Regions from separate parts of the Gossypium hirsutum genome. Here region 1 is linked to region 2. Evidence: chromatin contacts called from public Hi-C data. All regions are on one chromosome and are shown on one strand. Each heading gives the region's core, a stretch centred on a gene start, on an enhancer-like site or on the middle of the called end of the contact. The rest is flanking DNA. Distances are from core to core; before and after follow the strand shown. Region 1 holds the start of LOC107897394 (serine/threonine protein phosphatase 2A 55 kDa regulatory subunit B beta isoform). Region 2 holds the start of LOC107897388 (protein FLX-like 3).

Region 1 (4,668 bases), core at 737-3,236, 390 kb before region 2:
ATGGTAAAACTTTATCAAGACTGACCAACTTTCTATAAAGAAACTGCAATGCTATTGCTAGGGAAGAAGGTCAAATCTTTTCCCTTACTATTGAATATCAGAAATCTTAAGTCTCTTGGTCATTTTTTCTATACTAAATATTTCCTCCTCTCTGAGAACACAAGAAAGGTTACAATTTGATAAACTATTAACTATTTCTGCCATGCCTTACCAAGAATAATTCACAGCCACTGTAGTATAAATTCTCATAGCCCTTTCACCCAATTATTCTGACAAGCTTAAGGGGGCAAAATCACTGTGGCAATGATGGGCTTAATTTGGAGACATGAGAAGGGAAAGGAGGGAGGGAGAGAGAGAGAGAGCAAATGACAAGCACTTAGACGATCACATTACCCAAGATAATGCTTTCCAAGAAAGAATTCTTGCCAAAGAGACTCATCATTCATTTCTTTTCTACAATTCAAAATTGAAATTTGAAAAATTTAGTTAAGACTATAAATTATCATCAACAGAATGTAATGTCTACACCTCAAACTTCCCATTTTTGTCTACTAGCTAATTCTTATAGTGTCATTAAGCTGAGTATCATCAAGCTATTTCTATAACTCTTTTCATAACGAAATGTCTCTGCTTATCTGTTTCAGAAGAAGTCAAGGACTTTGATGTTTACCCACCATATACTTACACAGGATTTAACTCAACTCGTTAAGCCAAGTTTCACTATTGACTTACTGAGACAAAATATGAAATTTAAACTATCAAAAAGGCCAAATATGAATACTCTTACATCATTCAACTGATAGTATAATGTCCTTTCTGTCCGTCCCATTTGCTAGAAAGTTTGCCATGACATAACCCTTTCATAACCAAACTAAAACACACCAAGTGAACTCAGGAGTACTTAAAATGTACCTGCCTTTACTTCTAGCATTTAAATAATAAACCCATGGCAAATCAATGTAGTAATCCATGCATGAATTAAGACTTAAAACGACATAAATAAACTCCTAGAACATAATCTAGCTCCATCCTAATAGAGTGATAATGCCCAGATTCCAGTTCCCATTCAGTGCTCAATACTATTAATCAGTTGCCATCACTGAAATCTGACAACCACATAATACGTAGAAAAAAAATTGAGTTTCAAACCACTATGGTTAATTTAATAGTACAAAAAACAAATGAGGCACAACTTATCTGTCCATGCAACATCACTAACTTCATCAAGTTCACTTCCACACTACTTTTTTTTCTCACAAAACTATTACCCAGTAATGATTCAAAGCATTGTCTCAAACCCAGTATTTTTCCCAAATCTAAGCAGCCGCAACACCCCCCCCCCCCAAAAAAAAAGTCAAGATTTTTTTTCCTTGCCCATTAACATAAACAACAATTACTCAATAGCCCATGATCCCAACTATGTCCCAATCACTAAAATAAACCCTAATTCCAATAAACCAGCACAATACCAATTAGATCCAAAAGCAAGAAGAAATTACCTTCTTGAACTTCTTCTCCAGCCGTTCGTTCACCAAATACCTGAGAGAATTTCCAATCCAATGGTTGTGGCGGGCCTGCCGGAGCTGTGACCACCTCATCTCCTCCGTTCATTTTTTTTTTGGCTTTTCTCTTCTTGAGTTTTTCAGTGTGTGATATTCAATAAAAAAAATATGGAAATTTTAACGAGCTAGATTTTACCACACTCCCAGAATCAAATAAAAAATCGCATATTGAGTTAGCTTTCCCCCCTTTTTTCCTCCTTAAATTGGAAAGGGGAACAATAAAATTTTGTTTTATTTCAAGTTTCAACCATTGGTAGTAGCTCGAAGAAAAACAAAAAAACAGACACCCAAATATTCTCCCTCTTATTAAAAAAATTGCTTGTTTTCTCTCTATCTGGGAAGGAGAAATTCGGGATTTTCAGATTTCCTGAGGATTAAAATGACTTCGTAGGAGAAGGAAAATACTATCTTAAACCCAATAATTTAAGCTTTTTCCCTTTAGTTTTGTATGTATAGATGATCAAGTCACAAGCTGTGACTTTTCTCAGTTTTTACAGTCGTTGATTGGTAAGTGGATCAAAGTGTTACTTTTTGTTCTTTTTATACATTTTCTCGTGCATGTAATCATTTTTTTGCTAATTTTTTTTTAAGACTTATGAGATTTTTTTATATATTTACTGTTAATATGTGAGGTTTATTTTTTAAATTCATAGCCACCCCTCTTAACAATGTCATATTTAAGATTTGAATTTGAGTCTTCTTATTGAGTAAGACCTACTAGGTTTAATGGAGATTGCATGCCCAAAAAAAACATACCAAAACTAATGTTTCACCTTTATTGTTTGATTATGGATTTTGAAAGGTTAAATTATGTTGTTAGTATTTGTACTTTGACAAATTTTGAAAATTAGGTCATATACTTAAATGTTAAAAATTATGTCTTCCTACTTAATTGAGTTAAAAATCCAAGTTCAATAATTAAAATTTTTAGTATTTTCTATCAAAATTTATCAATATGACATGTTAGTTAAGCTATCCTTATATGACAGTAGCATATGATTGACAAGAAATAAACATATTAAGTTGACAAATTTTAATCAAAACTACCAACAACGATAACAATCGAACTAAGATTTTTAAATTTAAAAAGTAAAATGATTGCATTTTTAACTTAAAAAGTACATAGAGTAAATATGAGATTCTATAAAAGTATAGAGACTAATATCATACTTTAACTATTTTGAAAATATGTTTTTAAATTCAATGTAAACTTTTACCTTTTGTACTTCTTTTATTTAATTAATTTTAATGTGAATTTTTAAAAGAAAAAAAAATAAGGACACTTACTTAAAATTTGATGTTTTGTGTTTTGTTATTTTTATATGAAATATTTAAATAAATTAGCCAAAAATAAAAATTTTAAACTTAAGTTTAAATAAAATTTAAGCATAAAAACTTTATTATTTTACTATAACTAAATAATTAAATGAAAATTTTATCTGTATTATATATAACTTGTTTTTTTTTTTACCAATGCAATGAATGAGATTATTGTATTTAAAATTAAATTTGTTAAATTATTTCATATTATTTTTTATAAATTTAAAAAATTATAAATAATAAGCTAAATTTTTTTAAAAATAATTGAAATTTAATATATTTCAAAAATAAATATATTAAAAATAATAAGAATATCAAATTAAATTATTGTAACAAATATGTTTTTCTTTATTTTAATAAAAAGGTTCAGAGGGAATTTCACTTATAAATGAAACAATCTTAAATTTGCTAGAAATATTTTATCATTATATAGTAGATGTATATCAAAATAAGAAGTTTGATAATTTTTAAAATTTTATTGTCTATTACAAATATAATTTTATTTCATTTATACTCCTCAAATCTATAAATATAAATATTAGAAAAATATTGTAAATATCCCTGTCGATGAATAAATTTCATATTGCTCTCTCTCTTCTCGTGTTTTTCTTATTCTTAACTCCTCCTCCTCCTCCTCCTCCTCCTCTTATTAATCTTTTAATTATTATAGAACAAGCTTTTAGCTGATTATATTTTTTTAGAGTTAAATTTATTAATTTATTTAATGAATGAAACTATAACATTCTGAGAAAAAAATAGTAAATACTCGTCGTAGATGGTGAATGATAAGTTTCATCAATAAAATAAAAGTTTTAGCTTCAACATCAATAAAATATTATAACATGTTGACAATTGACTTTGTCACAACTCAATCTTGACATATTTGGAGTGATTGCAAGCACTTAATACAATAAGTAAACTAGAGAGGACGACAACAAAATCATCCCTAATATCACTTATAAAACTAAGATTACATGCATAAGCAAGACTACAAAACGTGTTACAAGAGAAAAAAGATTTCTAAAATTAAAGACTTATTAAACAATGGAAAAACAAATAAAAAAATATATAAAACTGAAGATAACACAGGTCCAAATCGACACGTGAAATAATTTATTATTCTAAAATACTCTCAAAACATAAACAAAATAAGAAGGTGACAAAAAGCCACCTACTTTCCAATAAAAACTACTGGTGGCAGGTGAAATTTTAACGAATAACAGACACCATCATCTGTTAATTACGACTTGTGAAGATAACAAAGATACCCACATAATAAATTTGCAAACTGAAAAGAGAGAAGACATATGTAGTAAATAAGAAGAAGAAAGAAAGAAAGGGCTGATGGAAGAGAAAAAAGGTATGCGATAACTCACAATGATTATATTATTTTGGTAAACTAAAATACTTAAAAAAAAAACAGTAGATTTGTAAATTAGTTAAAAATAATTAAAAATATATTATAGTATATTTTAATCTACTGTTATTTTAAAATTTAAATAATATATTATTTTAATAAATTAATTATGAGTGAGCATATGGTATACTGACATTACATTTTTTTAACTTTAAAAGTAGAGTCATAAATTTATTACGTGGCCCATTTTTTATATTTTCTTTCTTTCTTTTTTTTATTATATTTTACATATAGTTGTGAAAATTTTAAATGCATTAACAATATACCAAACATATTTCATCAATTATACTACATTTTAATAATCTATAAGCATGATAATTATAAAGCGTAGTAATAAAGAAGATGCTTTTGTTTCATCAATATAATTAT
Region 2 (4,950 bases), core at 900-3,399:
CATTCCCAGTACTCAAGTTTGACAGAGAAACTCCAACCAAACAGATACAAGTGAGATCATACCAGCAGCCCAAGGTCTACCATCAACAATGGCAAGTTCTGCACGTAGCTTTTCAACCTCACGTGCCATGGAGACCATGTTCTTCTCCATTGCTTGTCTCTGTTCCATCAGCTCAATATTTGCCTTCTTTTCATAATCAATAGCATTCCTATGAAATAAGTTTTAAATTTAGCATTTAAATATATGATTGGATATATTAATGATTAGCACTACAAATTAAATGCTCAACAAAATGGAAATACTTTTATTTGTTTGAAATTTAAAAAAAAAAAAAAAAGGAGAGAAAGGATTCAGTTATGTACCTTGCATGCATCAATTCCTGGTGCACGCCATCAATTTCTGCTCTCAGAACAGGTATCTGTTGATTATCAGCTTGCAGCCTGCCAACATCTTGTTTGAGAGCCTGAACTTGACCAGTTAGTTCCTGCTTATTATTATTCAGTTTCTGAACTTCTGCACGAAGTTGCACCACCTCTTTTTTAATTGGCTCAGTTGCACGCAGATCTGCTTCCAGCTTCAAGCCTTTGTCAATAAGTCCCCTTGAGTACAGCTCTTGCTCAGCACGAACGTCACCAATGAAAAGATTTAAACGATGAATTTCCTCTTTCGCAGCACCAAGCTCTTGTTGTATAGCTATTCGATCTTCTACCAGCCTGCTGTTATCAGTCAAAAGCCTCCGAATTTCTGCATGCTGCATTTCAAGTTCTTCCTCCAACAACACAGGATGAGGACGTTGTTGTGGCAGAGGAGGACCACAGAGGAAAGATCTTTCAGGAGGAAATCCATGCCGGTCATTGAATGCTTCGCGAGGAATGCGATTTCTTCCAGCCATTTTAAATTATTCTGGGAAAAAGTAACACAATAAAATAATCTTTAGTCAGCTTTTACAAATGTTGGAATTATTCTAAAATCAGCATTTTATGAATATGATTCCAAGTTCCGACCACAGATTTAGTATGTACTCATAGCATTTTCACAGAAAATGTGTTAATCAAAACCTTGATAAAATTTATGTGGTCTACTTCCAAGAGGAAACAACGCATTAACCACGCAGAAAGTGGCAACTGGATTCGATGATGATCTATAGTTAATAACCAGAATAAAAAGAGCTCAACTGAGTCTACCATACAACTATTGAAGAGAATTCAAAATGAATCTTATGTAGGATGCCAAAAATCAGAAGTGACAAAGTCCAGATTTTTCTAACTTTTCCTAATGTTTGAATCAATAATCTGGATTGACAGACATTTTTTGAACCATCAAATCCCCTACTCCATACACTTAAGGTGCCAAACTTAATTCAACCTTAAAATTCCCCCAAGTTCATCATGTTCAAAACTCCTATGGCAGAAATATAACAAGAAAGCTACCATTCTCTCGATTGGGACCCCCACCAATTCCATGAAAAAAATCCCCTTAAGTTGTCATCAAATACCCATCTCCAGAACGCTAGAAACCTTATTTCACCTAAACCACCTTGAAATTTCTAATCATCTATTTCAGATTGCAATATTAAGTTTCTCTTCTAGCAATTTCTGGCAGACAAATATATATATACACACATAGCAAAAATAAACAAACAGATGCAAGGAAGAAGGGGTTTTTTTGCCAGTAAATATGCAAGGAAAGAGTTAGAATATCAAATCCATTCATTTAAATAGATGAACTAGAAACATGAATTCCCAATAACATTGAAAAAAAAAAGAGAATCTTTTCTTCGCACTTGAGCACAATTGAGGGGGAAAATCCCGCTTCTTCTCTCTGCTTCAACACCGTTTTGCCTGCACAACCAAACAGAGAATTAAGCAACAAGAAGAAGAAAAATAAAAAAGAAACCTTATCTTGGATATGAGTCCCAAGCTTCTGGTAATGTTAATCAAAGCATAATAAAAAAGAAAAAGGAAAGAAGATGAACGGAAACCTGCGAAAATGATACGAATGATTAGGGTTAGTGAAAAGGGAGTTGATTCAAATATTAAAAAGAAAAAAAAACTTGTCTTGGGCGCAAAATTTGAGAAGAACAAGATAGCTTAGAGGCTTAGATGAAAAAAGCGAAGGTGTTAGCTGACAGTCGGCCAGACCTGTGATTCATAAAGGCAAATATTCTTTATATATTTTAATTATAAAAATTAGATTAATATATATACTAACGTAATATAAGCAGGATAATAATCCTATGTGTCACACACTTATAATTAACATGAATTTTATGTTAAGTTCAATTAATTAATATAATATAATTACAATTATATATTTTATTCAATAATAATAATATTAATTACAAACTATTTTCATAAATTATGTATAAACGAGTAAGGGTTATATAAAATTAGGATGTTAAGTTGAATTATATCCTTTATTAATCATTTAATTTTTTTTCCCCATTTGATACATCATTTTATTAAACTTTTTAACCCCAAATTTGTGTAATTAACTAAAATTCCCCGTCCCAGCCCTAATTAAAAATTGTGTATCTGGTTCAATACAAGGTTACAATTACTCCAACACTGCAACTCTCCAAATTTATTTTTCTGAAATTTTATCAGATCATTGAGGCTGTTATATTCATCTGTTAATTTACAGGTAAGTTTTCTTTGGCATATATAATATATATCCTTAAATATTTTATTTATTTTATTTTTTATATGCCATATATATAATGATTCGAAATTCCTCAACTATTAAAAAAGTTTCTTAAATATCAACTAACATATTTTATATTCCATAATAGCCACCTTGCTGTAAAATAATCAATTTACTCATTTTATTAATATTAATATTGTATTTATATAATATTTTTCATATTTATTTTAGTAAATTTCGCTAACATTCTCACAAGATATTCAAGTATGCATAAAATAAAAATTGTTATTTCAATCCCCTCATAATAATAAAATAATAAATTAATATACACTTGAATAGAAAAATAGACTATGACATTATTATGGTATCATTATGCCACATGTCACAATTTTATTCTACAGTTTATCTTAAACTTAACGGCGTTACAAAAAGTACCGATTTAATTGACAAAACAAAATTTGAGTATTAATCTGGGACAAAAAAACCTATATATATAATATATTTAAATTATTATAAAGATATTATATTCAAATAATTTTATACACATACGTCGCATGAGAAAAAAAACTAATTTAGGTCTAAATCTCTTTATATACCTTTTAGATTTTGCATAAAATATTTAATGGCAACATAAATTATAAAATAAAATTATAAAAATATGTTTGTTGTTTTTATAAAAAGATTTGTTTTTCAATAATTTTTTAATTGAATTAAAATCTGGTTAACGAGCGATATCAATAATTCAATCAACCCTTTAAATAATAGTATAGATAGATATAAATATACACTAATATAGTACTTTATGAGGAAGAATTTATTTATACCAATGTAAAGCTAAAATAATTTTACATCTTTTTATATTATTAATATTTTAAGGATCCAACTATCATATTTCATATTCTATTTATATAGATTATGCATGTCAAATTTGATATATATTTAAAAATTTTAACTATTTGTTTTATGTAAAAAAGAAACTTTCAATCGTTCAATAAATATTAATACATATATTTTAGATCGATATGATATGACTATCGGATTGCTTTAAAAATTTTATATGAATGACAAGTACAAATATACTGATAAATTCAATGGGTAGATTATTAGAACATTAATTGTACAAAATTTATATATTATGAAATTATATATACTTAAAGAAAAATTTATTTTTAAAAAATTAAAAAAGAAAAATTATTTACATACACCGATGTAAAAGATTACGTTAAATGTAACCAATATTCATAAAAATATTTTTATTTAATTTAATTTAATTTTTTAAAATATTTTGAAAATTATTCTCTATTGTAAAAATGAAATGAAATTAAGAGACAGGGAAGTTAGGGTTTCCACATCCTGCTGCAAAATTGTACATGATTTGCAATGGCATACTTGCTTCCGTATTAAGAGAGTACTTCCTCAAGAAAATTGTACATTTTCAACCAGAAAACAGAATGCATGAAATCCAGGAAACCAAACTTCCAAATTTCTTAAACAAACAAACAAACAAAGGCAATATATCCAAGTTTAAACAATGGATTATCAAGTCATAACTGTGGTAGGGATTTAGCTCGGATAAATTGTTTGAGTATAGCTTTCTCTTCGTCCAGCCGCTTCTTCTCCTCGGGATCTTTCGGTTTCACTTTCCTCTTCTCTTCCAATATATACTTAAAAAGTTCACGCTGTTGGCTCTCCGGAATCGGTTCAGGCAACTTCAAAGGCTGTGTGATGGATGATACAGGTGACTGGGTTTCAGTAACTGGAGTTGCAGTGACAGGTGTAGTTGATACAGGAGGACTCAAATCAACGTCATCTTCTGCTAAGTTCGTGTCCTTTTTCTTCGTTCTCATGAAGAGATAAGCTGCATTAATCATACACATCTTTAACAGACAAGAAGCAATTCATGTTTCTGAAACATTGAATTCTCAAGGCCCAACTTACAAATTCCAAGCTTTACAAATTTGACAATAAAAAGCAAACTTATGTTACAAATTTGAGTTCGGACCAGAGAAAGCAGCATAAGTTGGTGAGGGTGAACAACAATCCCGTTTCAGTGTACAATTTTTGTCAGACAAGATAAACACCACGATCAAAGAAGTGATACGGTTAATGCTAGTTACTACAGCCTAACAATGAAAGTCAATCAAGATGTGCTCCTCATGCAAATATACGAAGAAAAACCAGTTTATCTCTTATGAACAATAGCTAGTTCACTCTCCTCATCTAAAACCAATTATCAGATCACAAAATTCTTAAAATCCATACATCTTTTTACAGACGAGAAACCACTCATCTCACTCTCATTTAAAC

What was found. A called contact is a pair of places that touch in the nucleus more often than the background predicts.
Region 1: a Hi-C map of seedling shows a contact between it and region 2, with 2.1 times the contacts expected there. The contact joins the promoter of LOC107897394 here to the promoter of LOC107897388 in region 2. A contact is called at or near these places in 4 of 34 Hi-C or Micro-C datasets (leaf, petal and seedling).

Annotation. Positions count from the first base shown.
Region 1 is chrA10:7,317,460-7,322,127 of Gossypium_hirsutum_v2.1, reverse strand. LOC107897394 (serine/threonine protein phosphatase 2A 55 kDa regulatory subunit B beta isoform) reads right to left here and starts at 1,986. Exons shown (of 14, transcript XM_016822846.2): 1 at 1,500-1,986. The coding sequence starts at 1,611.
Region 2 is chrA10:6,929,712-6,934,661 of Gossypium_hirsutum_v2.1, reverse strand. LOC107897388 (protein FLX-like 3) reads right to left here and starts at 2,149. Exons shown (of 8, transcript XR_005903712.1): 1 at 1,982-2,149; 2 at 1,784-1,841; 3 at 363-903; 4 at 63-208. LOC107897391 reads right to left here. Exons shown (of 3, transcript XM_016822844.2): 3 at 4,015-4,501. The coding sequence ends at 4,188.